3 separate regions of the Macaca mulatta genome follow, and regions 2 and 3 are each linked to region 1. Evidence: chromatin contacts called from public Hi-C data. All regions are on one chromosome and are shown on one strand. The core of a region is the stretch at or near the end of the contact, and the rest is flanking DNA. Distances in the headings are between cores, read along the strand shown. Region 1 holds the start of CTCF (CCCTC-binding factor). Region 2 holds the start of CARMIL2 (capping protein regulator and myosin 1 linker 2). Region 3 holds the start of ENKD1 (enkurin domain containing 1).

Region 1 (2,964 bases), core at 46-2,545:
CATTACCCTTCCAATATTGGAGTGCCCCAGGATTTGGCTATGGAATTTCTCTTCACTCTTTCCTTCAAGCCAAGCCAGGGGTCGTAAACTGACAGCTCATCTGTGTGGTTTAATCAGCTCATGAAGTTTAAAAGCATCTGATTCAGTTGCTAACATCTAAAAACTCTGGAGATTTGACATCTTAAAAATACAGATTTTTTTATTCCTTTAGGGAAAAAAAAAAACAGTATCTGTTATTGGGCCAGCATTCTCACAACGGAACGGTCAGCTGGATGGGGCAGAAGCTGCTCCCTAGATGCTGGGTCCATTTGATATCTAATGGAAGAATCATATTCCCTGTAAGTACCAAAAGGCTCTCCTCCCAGAGCCACCAGCACCTTGCAGTCAGTTCTTGGTCAACTTGACTGCAGGTTGGGAAGGGTCCGTAGGTGCCTCCTGGGGAGGGGTGGGACTGAATGCCTCCGCTCACAGAGAACAGCTCTCCCGTACAGACAAGAAATGTACGTTTCAGTGCTAAATACAGAAAGACCTTTCGGTAAATAAGGCGACTGCTATGATCGTGTTAAAGCATCAAGTCTGGTCTTCCGCTGCCTCTCCGGGCTGAGGTGGCTTGGGGACACCCAGAGGAAGCCCTCCTACTCTTCTCTCGCACCCACTTTTAGGTGGCCCTCTTCTAGGTCGGAGAGATCATCAAAAGCCGCTGAGCAAGGACAGCCTTTCCAGCCGTCGCTCGCGAGGACGGAGCTAGGAGCGCGCGGGAACCGACCCGGCCTTACTCGGTGGCGGGCAGCTGTGAGACGTTCGGAAGGCGGGTCGGGCCTGGCTGGGGCGGAGACTGGGCGGGGCCGGGCCCAGGAGCCTCCTCTGCTCCACTGGCCGGCCCCGCGCGCGCTTCCTCCAGCCACCCCCCATTTCCCCAACCCTGTACGGGTTCAAGGGGCCGGAGACAGCAGCTGGGGAATCAGGTCAAGCGGACTGGATCCGGCACCGCCCAGGGGCGGCGGCCTCCGCCCAGGAAGCCCCACCCAGCGGGAGCCGGGACGCCGCGGCGCCGGCAGAGCCCACGCGCGACCCGGCGAGGGCGCGGAAGGGCGCGTGCAGCGTGACGACGCGACTCGCGGCGCGTCCCGTGACGCCATCGCGCCCGCTTTTGAAAGTTGGCGCCCGGGGCCGCCTCCCATGCTGCCCTGCGCCAACCCCTCCCCTCACCTTTCCTCCCCCGCCCTCTACTCGCCGCCCGGCCGGCCCCCCCACCCGTCCCTTCCCTTATCAGCACCCGCGGCCCCGGCAGCGCCGACGCAGGCGCACTGCACCGCGCCGCCGCCATTTTGTGTCCGAGCCTGTGGAGCGATTAAACCGTGCGCGGAGCTGCTTCTTTGGCGGCAGCGGCGGCGGCGGTAGCCGGTGCGGACGCGCGGAGCTCGCCGGAGACGCCGGGTGGCCGGAGCCGTGGAGCGGCGGCGGAGCGGGCGCCGCGGGGGGTGTGGCGCGGAGGTAAGGGGGCCCGGGGTGGAGGAGGTTTCGCGGGCCGCCTCTAGGTGTCACGATGGGGCCGCTCCGGTCGGCGCTGGCTGCAGCCCGGCGCCAGCGCCGCCGCCGGGGGGTGTTTGTCTCCCTCTACCGTCCCTGCTGCGGCGCGGCCGCCGCCATTGCCCGTCGCCGCCGTGGCCTGGCCGCCCCCCCACCCCCACGCCCGTCCGCTAGGCCTCCCTCCTGGCAGCGCGCTAGGCCTTGGGCGGCGGCAGAGGCAGAGGCCCGCGCGCCCGGCGACTCCATTTTCCTTCCTTTGTCTCTGCCCTCGAGGCCGGTTCTTGGCCGGCCGATCGCCCGGCCGCGGCCCGCCCTCTGTCCTGTGTCCTCCGCCCCTCCTGTGGCGGGTGGCACCAGCTGAGACGCTATCTCCGCGTCCCGGCTTCGGCGCCCGCCTAGCTAAAGGGTTCGGACCCACTGCCACCGCGCGCTCAACCAGGTCCCGGTGCCGTATGGGTGTCGGGCCCTGGCCGTCGCGTCTCGGGCTGCCCCTCCTCCAGCCCGCCCCGTCCCCGGAACCTACCCTGCCGCCCTGCGTGCCTCCCCAGCTGCTTGGCTGCTCGGCGGTCGCTCCCAGTCCGCGCGTCGCCGCCGCTGGTCTCCGTCTCCGCCGAGTGGCGCAGGCGGCGCTGCAGCGGCTGCGAGCAGAGGGACCCCAGAGCTGCCGAGAGCTCCCTCTGCAAGGCTGGCTGAGCTGCTCGCACCTCTACGCCGCCTGAGCGGGCGGGGGGACGCGCGCTCGCCGCCCCCGCTGCGCCCCCAAACTCGCGCCCGGGCTCCTGGCTGGACCCGACCGGTGCGGGCCCCCCTTCAGGGGGCGGAAAAGATGCGAGTTCCGCACCAAGTAGTTTTTATCCATCCGGGTTCGGACTCCCCAGCCCCTTGGAGTGATGGCAACCTGACTGTGCGCTCAGAGATCTCAAAGGGACTGAAACTTAAATTTCACTCTGATCTCAAGTGACGTGACAAATTTCTGAATTTGGGAGTATGGGCTGAGTCCTTAGAGTTTCCCTCCCGCTTTAAAATGTCCTCACACTAACTTAGTACCTGATGCTCTAGGGCTAGGCGAAGGCGGTTCTGCCCCGGGATTGTGCAACTCGATCTAGAGCGCCAGTAGGGCAGAATGAATTTATTCTTGACTGGTAATTTGCCCATACGATGAAATATGAGGGTTGATGTTGTAATTGAATCCTGGGTCACTTGCTGCAGATGGTTTATAAATATCTACGCCTAATGTAACTACTGTTTAGTAGGAGACTTCCTGTAGCCCCGAGTTCAGCGTTAAGTAAACATTCTCGCATACGTAGTCTTCATACTTTGAGTTTCAATCAACTAGGAAAGTTAAAACTCTCAAGTCCGCATAGGTGGGAAAGGAGGTTAAACAGGGCATATATTTAAATTTATTCGGTCCTTAAGTTTTCTTCACTAAAAAGC
Region 2 (2,784 bases), core at 41-2,540, 85 kb after region 1:
TCCCAGCTACTCAGGAGACTGAAGGAGGAGAATCGCTGTAACCTGGGAGGCAGAGGCTGCAGTGAGCCAAGATTGTGCCACTGCGCTCCAGTCTGGACCACAGAGCAAGACTCTGTCTCAAAACAAACAAACAAACCAAGTATGTCTCTTCAATCGGGAAGGCAGCAGGAACTCTCTGTGCAGCATCTTCTCCAGCTGACTCCTCCCTGTCACCCTTAGCTGTCTTTTCACCTCCACCTTGCTGAGCTACGGGCAGGGTAGACTGCTGATCCTTACCGCTTAAGTGGAGTTTAGATTGTAATAGAAGAAAAAAAAATGCAGCCTCTTCCTGTGAACCTTCCAGAATCTAGGTCCTGGTCTTTTAGAGGGCAACAGGCTAGCAGGCCCTACCCCATGACTGTCTGACCCCTCTCAGCCCTGGAGACACTAGCTTATCTCTCTCTCTGGCTGCCCAAACTCTGTCCAGCTTGGGGAGAAGGCAGATACAGGAAGACCCCCCATGTACCTGGAGGACTCACTCCGGCCCTCTATGAAGTGCTTGGGGTTCAGGACTCAGCCCCAGGCTGCCCCCCTGAAGGCCCCAGGTACACCCTCACCTTCAGCCCTGACCTTACCACTGCCGGCAAGGAAGGGCGCTGGACCCATCAGGCTTTTTTTTTTTTTTCAGACAGGACCTGGCTTTGTCACCCAGACTGGAGTATAGTTGTGCAATCTCCGCTCACTACAACCTCTGCCTCCCAAGCTCAAGCGATCCTCCCACCTCAGCCTCCCAAGTAGCTAGGATTACAGACACACGCCATCACACCGGCTAAGTTTTAATTTTTTTTTTTTTTTTTTTTTTTTTTTGTAGAGACAGGGTCTCCCTGTGTTGGCCAGCTTGGTCTCGAACTCCTTGGCTCAAACGTTCCTCCCGCCTCGGCCTTCCAAGGTGCTGGGATTACAAGCGTGAGCCACCGCGCCTGGCCCCATCTGGCATTTTTTCCCACCTATTCAAAATCTCTTGGATCTGTAACACGGTCACGGACTCCAGGTTCGGAGCAACGGGCAGGATCCCCGGTGTTGGCAGATATCGGGTGCTCCTTGCTGAACAGTCCCCCTTCTGCCAGGCGCCTCGTCCACCTCCGCAGCCTGGACTCTGGAGGGGACCAGCCTGGGTGGGCCGCGGGGATCCCCGGGCAGGCAGCGTCCCCTGGTGTTCGCGGCAGGGACTGCGGGGCGGGGTGGAAGCAGGGGGCGAGGACCAGCTGGAGGCCCGCCACACGCGCCACCCTCCTGGCCACGCCACTCCCCACCGCAACGTCTACCCTGGCGGAGAAGCTCCTGGGCGACAGGGTGGGAGGGCAGGTGGGACTCGGCCCCCCTCCCACAACCCCGCTCCCTGGTGAGCTCTAGGGCCGCGAGGCCGGGGCGGGGAGGGGCCGGGCCGGGGGCGGCCTGGCAGGAAGCGGCGCGCACCTTCCGCCGCCGGGGGAGCAGGTGGCTGCCGTGCGGGTCGGGGCCCCTGGCTTCCTGTGTGCGCGCTCGTCCGCTGCTGTTTCCCGCCGGAGCTCGTTGGGCCTCCCGGGCCCACCCTGCCAATGGCCCAGACCCCCGACGGCATCTCCTGTGAGCTGCGAGGTAAGCGCTGGCTCTTCCCGCCTTCTTGGCTGGGAGGAAGTAGTGCAGCCCCAAAATCAGAGGCCCACCCAGCGCCCCGGAGGGCCCGGTCAGAGGTTCTCTCTGCTCCCCAGGAGGGCGGGCGCCCCAGATCCTCTCCCTTCCTTCCTCGCTGGCTGCAGATTAGCCCCAGGGCCCCAGCCTGGCACAGACTGCGGGCACCAGTGGCTTATGTGCAAGGACCGAAGTCATCCAGCAGGCTGCCCTTCCACAGGCGAGATCACCAGGTTCCTGTGGCCCAAAGAGGTGGAGCTGCTGCTGAAAACCTGGCTACCCGGGGAGGGTGCTGTGCAAAACCATGTCCTGGTATGGGGCAGGGGACAGAGCCGGGGAGGCAGCTGTGGCCCCACAGAAAGAGCCTCTTGTTCTGCCCAGGGTATCAGACTGTCTTTCCCCAGGCGCTGCTACGATGGAGAGCCTACCTGCTACACACCACCTGCCTCCCGCTGAGGGTGAGTCCCAGGGCCTGGCCACACCTCCCACCCTCCAGCAGCTACCTCGGCAAAGGGCTGCATCTGCGGTCCTTCTTGGCCTTGTGGGCCCTGACTTTGCACCAGCAGTCGGCTCGGGGCAGCCAACAGGAGTGGAGTCCAGGCAGGTCTGGCTCTGCTCCAGGCTGCCCAAAGGACTGGGCTTCCATGAAGGCGGGGTTTGGGGCTTGGTCCCAGCTGATCTAGGTGCTTCCTAGGTGGACTGCACATTCAGCTACCTGGAGGTCCAGGCCATGGCGCTGCAGGAGACACCCCCTCAGGTGAGACATCTAGTACCCCACCTGGGCCTGCAGCCTGGTCTTCATGCTACCACCATCACCTGCGCCCATGCGTGGAGCCGAGGCCCAGTAGTCCCCCTTCCCTAGGTCACCTTTGAGCTGGAGTCCCTGCGTGAGTTGGTCCTGGAGTTTCCTGGTGTGGCCGCCCTGGAACAGCTGGCCCAGCATGTGGCTGCAGCCATCAAGAAGGTCTTCCCTCGCTCGACCCTTGGGTGAGGCCTGGCAAATTTGAGGGGCTGACAGGGGAGGAAGGAGGAGGGAGTGCATGAGAAGGGCTGCTTCCCATCCCAGAGGCTGGAAGTCCCTTGCCTCCTTCTGCTTAACCCCCTACCAGGAAGCTATTCCGGAGGCCCACACCT
Region 3 (2,940 bases), core at 224-2,723, 110 kb after region 1:
TGGGCCTCCCAAAGTGCTGGGATTCCAGGAGTGAGCCACTGCATCCGGGTGATTTTCTCCATTATTATAGTGAAGTATACCATAGATCATCTCATATATGACATTCATCTCTTGTTCTTTGTCTCCCACCTTGACTCAGTGATGGCTCATGCTTATCTTCAACCCTGTGTTCTAGCACCTATATGGCCTGGCACACAGTGGGCACTCAACAAACAAATTTGACGGGTAATAAATGCACGAGCAGGCTGGGCGCGGTGGCTCAAGCCTCTAATCCCAGCACTTTGGGAGGCCGAAACGGGCGGATCACGAGGTCAGGAGATCGAGACCATCCTAGCTAACACGGTGAAACCCCGTCTCTACTAAAAATACAAAAACTTAGCTGGGCATGGTGGCGGGCGCCTGTAGTCCCAGCTACTCGGGAGGCTGAGGCAGGAGAATGGCGTGAACCCGGGAGGCGGAGCTTGCAGTGAGCTGAGATCCGGCCACTGCACTCCAGCCTGGGCGACAGAGCGAGACTCCGTCTCAAAAAATAAAAATAAATAAATAAATAAATAAATAAATAAAATAAATGCACGAAGCAGAGCTAGGGCTTCGTGGGAACTACCTTATTCAGTTCACTTCCTTCGAGAAGGTAGCACATTTCTCCCCCTTTTATAGTTGGGGAAACTGAGACTCAAGAGATGCAAAGCCTGGGCCCAGGTCAGGGCGGAAAGAGCAGCTGCTTTTGATCTCTTTCCACCCCGCATTGCCTCTCTGCCCCTTCTTCCATTCCTGGGACTTACTCTTAAGAGAGGCCCCAGGACCTAGGGAGATCCCCTCGAGTTGCAACAGCACGTCCCCGACGCCGCGCCGGCCGCGCTCCAGGATCTCTCGGGCACCGGGACCGATGCGGGGGCCACAGGGAGCGGTGGCGTCCAGGGCCCGGTCCGAGGTCAGCAAGTCCAGCTTCAGCGCGTTTCCCTCGAGGCGCCCTTGAGCTGTGGGGCGGAGCCGGGCGGAGTCCAGGACTCAGGTGGAGCCGGGGCCGACCCCTGAGCCTAGCACCACCGCCAAGCCCCCGGACTCACCCGAGGCCGGCCGCCGGTAGTAGTCAGGGCAGAGCGTCGGGTCTGGGGGGATGGGCCCCGAGATGCGGGACGGGCCCTCGCACATGCCGCCGGCACCGCCCAGCAACGGTGCCCCGAGGCCTGCAGGGCTGTGCACCTCCCTCCCCGGGCCCCCTTCCCCAACCCCGGGCCTCCTCCCTCGCCTAGGACCCTGACCCTGGCGTGCCCGTCACTCCCGGGCCCCTGCCGGTCCCTGCCTGGGCCCCGGCCTCGCTCGCCGCCTCCGCGACCTCTCCCCCCAGCCCACTTCTCGGTCCCGCTCGCGGCCTCTCCCCCGCGGCACTTGGGCAGGGGCTCACTCGAGAGGTTTTGCCGCCAGCCGCTGCCACCCGACGGGAGTTGTTGTTGCCGGGCAACCGTGGCTTCCGTCCCCGGGGTCAGGGCCCACTGACCCTGGCGCAAAGCGTCCTGGGGCTTGTAGTTTCCGCTGAGTGTGGGCTCCGCGGTCGCGGGTTTCGCTTCCCAGCTCTGCCCTCGCTTGCTGGCCCGTCTCCAGGGTCAGCGCGGGGCCACCATCCAGCCGCTCGGGGCCCTCCCCAAGCAGCTGTGGAGGATGCACTGAGCCTGCGCAGCCATGGCCTCGGCAGGGGCGGAGAGGCGGCCGGGGGTCCAGGAGGCTACGGTAGTGGGGCAGGGACAGCTCGCGGAGGACCCCGGCAGCGCTGAGACCTCCGAGGTGACCGTCAGGCTGTTTAACCTTCAAACAGGGGGCCGCAGCACTCTGAGAGGCGGAACTCTGAGCGCCCCGACCCGCTAACTGCCAGGCTGGGCCCTCCAGGCGGGGAGGGGCACAGGCTGGTGTCCTTATTCCCGTTTCGGTGTCTAATGTTAGGTGTTCAGTGACGGATCCCTATGTCCTTTGCCCGACCATGGTGACCGATGGCCTGTGTGTCACCTCTAGTGTCCAGTGGCGGAAGAACATTTCCTGGTGCCAGCCCATGAGGCCCGCGGAACCCAGGGTGAAGACCAGCGCCCAGCAGGCGCAGCTTCGGAGCTGGAGCTCCAGGAGGAAGGACCCAAGCTGGAGGAGGAGAGGCCCAAGCCGGAAGCCGGGGCGCTAGAGGAGAGAGGCCCCAGGCCCGTGGTCTCCATTGTGAGGCCCCGTCATGGTCCAAAGAGAAAGCCTGTCAAGTGAGGGGGCTCTGGGGGAGGAGGAGGGGAAGGAGCTGCAGGCCCGGGGTTGGGGCACACACCCCAGTAGCATTCCTGATTCCTGCACTCCTGCAGGAAGGATTCTTGTCCCCTGTCACTACCATCACTCTCCTCTCCCGTTCTTCCAGAGCCCCCATGTAGGGAGCAGCAGGAGAGTGGGAGCTTCAGGGTTTGTAGGGCACTGGGCTCACTGGCCTCTAAGCCTCTTGGGCCTGGGGCCTCATCGACCAGGAAAGGGGCAGGCGTCGAGTCCTGGGGCGGTGGGCAGGCTGGGGTATTCCCTGGGTCAGGTCTCTTGTCCCTGGCTCAGGTCCCTCAGCCTCCCGGGCCTTCGTGCCCATCCCAAGGCTGAAGCTGAGCTGCCACCCAGGCTGCCGCTGCAGGAGGAGGAGCCAGAGGGCGGCCAGAGTGAGCCCTCACCATCTGCCAAACAGCACAAAAAAGCCAAGAAGCGCAAGAGCCTGGGGGCTCCCGTGCTCCACGCTGTGGCCAGCACGGTGTCTGCACCCTTAGAGACATTGGGGCTGGAGCGTGAGTGGCAGTCCCTGGGCTGTTCCTTCTCCCTGTGGGGCCTGACATGGCACAACCTGGCGCTCTAGCCTCTGCCCTGCCCTGGGTCTTTGCAGGAAAGGCCCAGCGCCTGCGGCCCCTGTACCAGTACATCAACTATTGCAACCCCGAG

Evidence for each region. Hi-C and Micro-C count contacts between places; a contact is called where the count stands out from the background.
Region 2: a contact with region 1 is called in a Hi-C map of cortical neurons, with 2.5 times the contacts expected there. The contact joins the promoter of CARMIL2 here to the promoter of CTCF in region 1. A contact is called at or near these places in 2 of 14 Hi-C or Micro-C datasets (cortical neurons and fetal cortical plate).
Region 3: a Hi-C map of fetal cortex germinal zone shows a contact between it and region 1, with 2.4 times the contacts expected there. The contact joins the promoter of ENKD1 here to the promoter of CTCF in region 1. A contact is called at or near these places in 2 of 14 Hi-C or Micro-C datasets (fetal cortex germinal zone and liver).

What each region holds. Positions count from the first base shown.
Region 1 is chr20:63,113,285-63,116,248 of T2T-MMU8v2.0, forward strand. It overlaps CTCF (CCCTC-binding factor), which reads left to right and starts at 1,296. Exons shown (of 10, transcript XM_077984321.1): 1 at 1,296-1,494.
Region 2 is chr20:63,198,443-63,201,226 of T2T-MMU8v2.0, forward strand. It overlaps CARMIL2 (capping protein regulator and myosin 1 linker 2), which reads left to right and starts at 1,291. Exons shown (of 39, transcript XM_077984238.1): 1 at 1,291-1,617; 2 at 1,871-1,962; 3 at 2,055-2,108; 4 at 2,345-2,407; 5 at 2,513-2,637; 6 at 2,760-2,784. The coding sequence starts at 1,578.
Region 3 is chr20:63,221,199-63,224,138 of T2T-MMU8v2.0, forward strand. ENKD1 (enkurin domain containing 1) reads right to left here and starts at 1,474. Exons shown (of 7, transcript NM_001193959.2): 1 at 1,068-1,474; 2 at 783-977. The coding sequence starts at 1,152. It overlaps C20H16orf86 (chromosome 20 C16orf86 homolog), which reads left to right and starts at 1,524. Exons shown (of 4, transcript XM_001093031.5): 1 at 1,524-1,782; 2 at 2,008-2,237; 3 at 2,569-2,789; 4 at 2,885-2,940. The coding sequence starts at 1,681.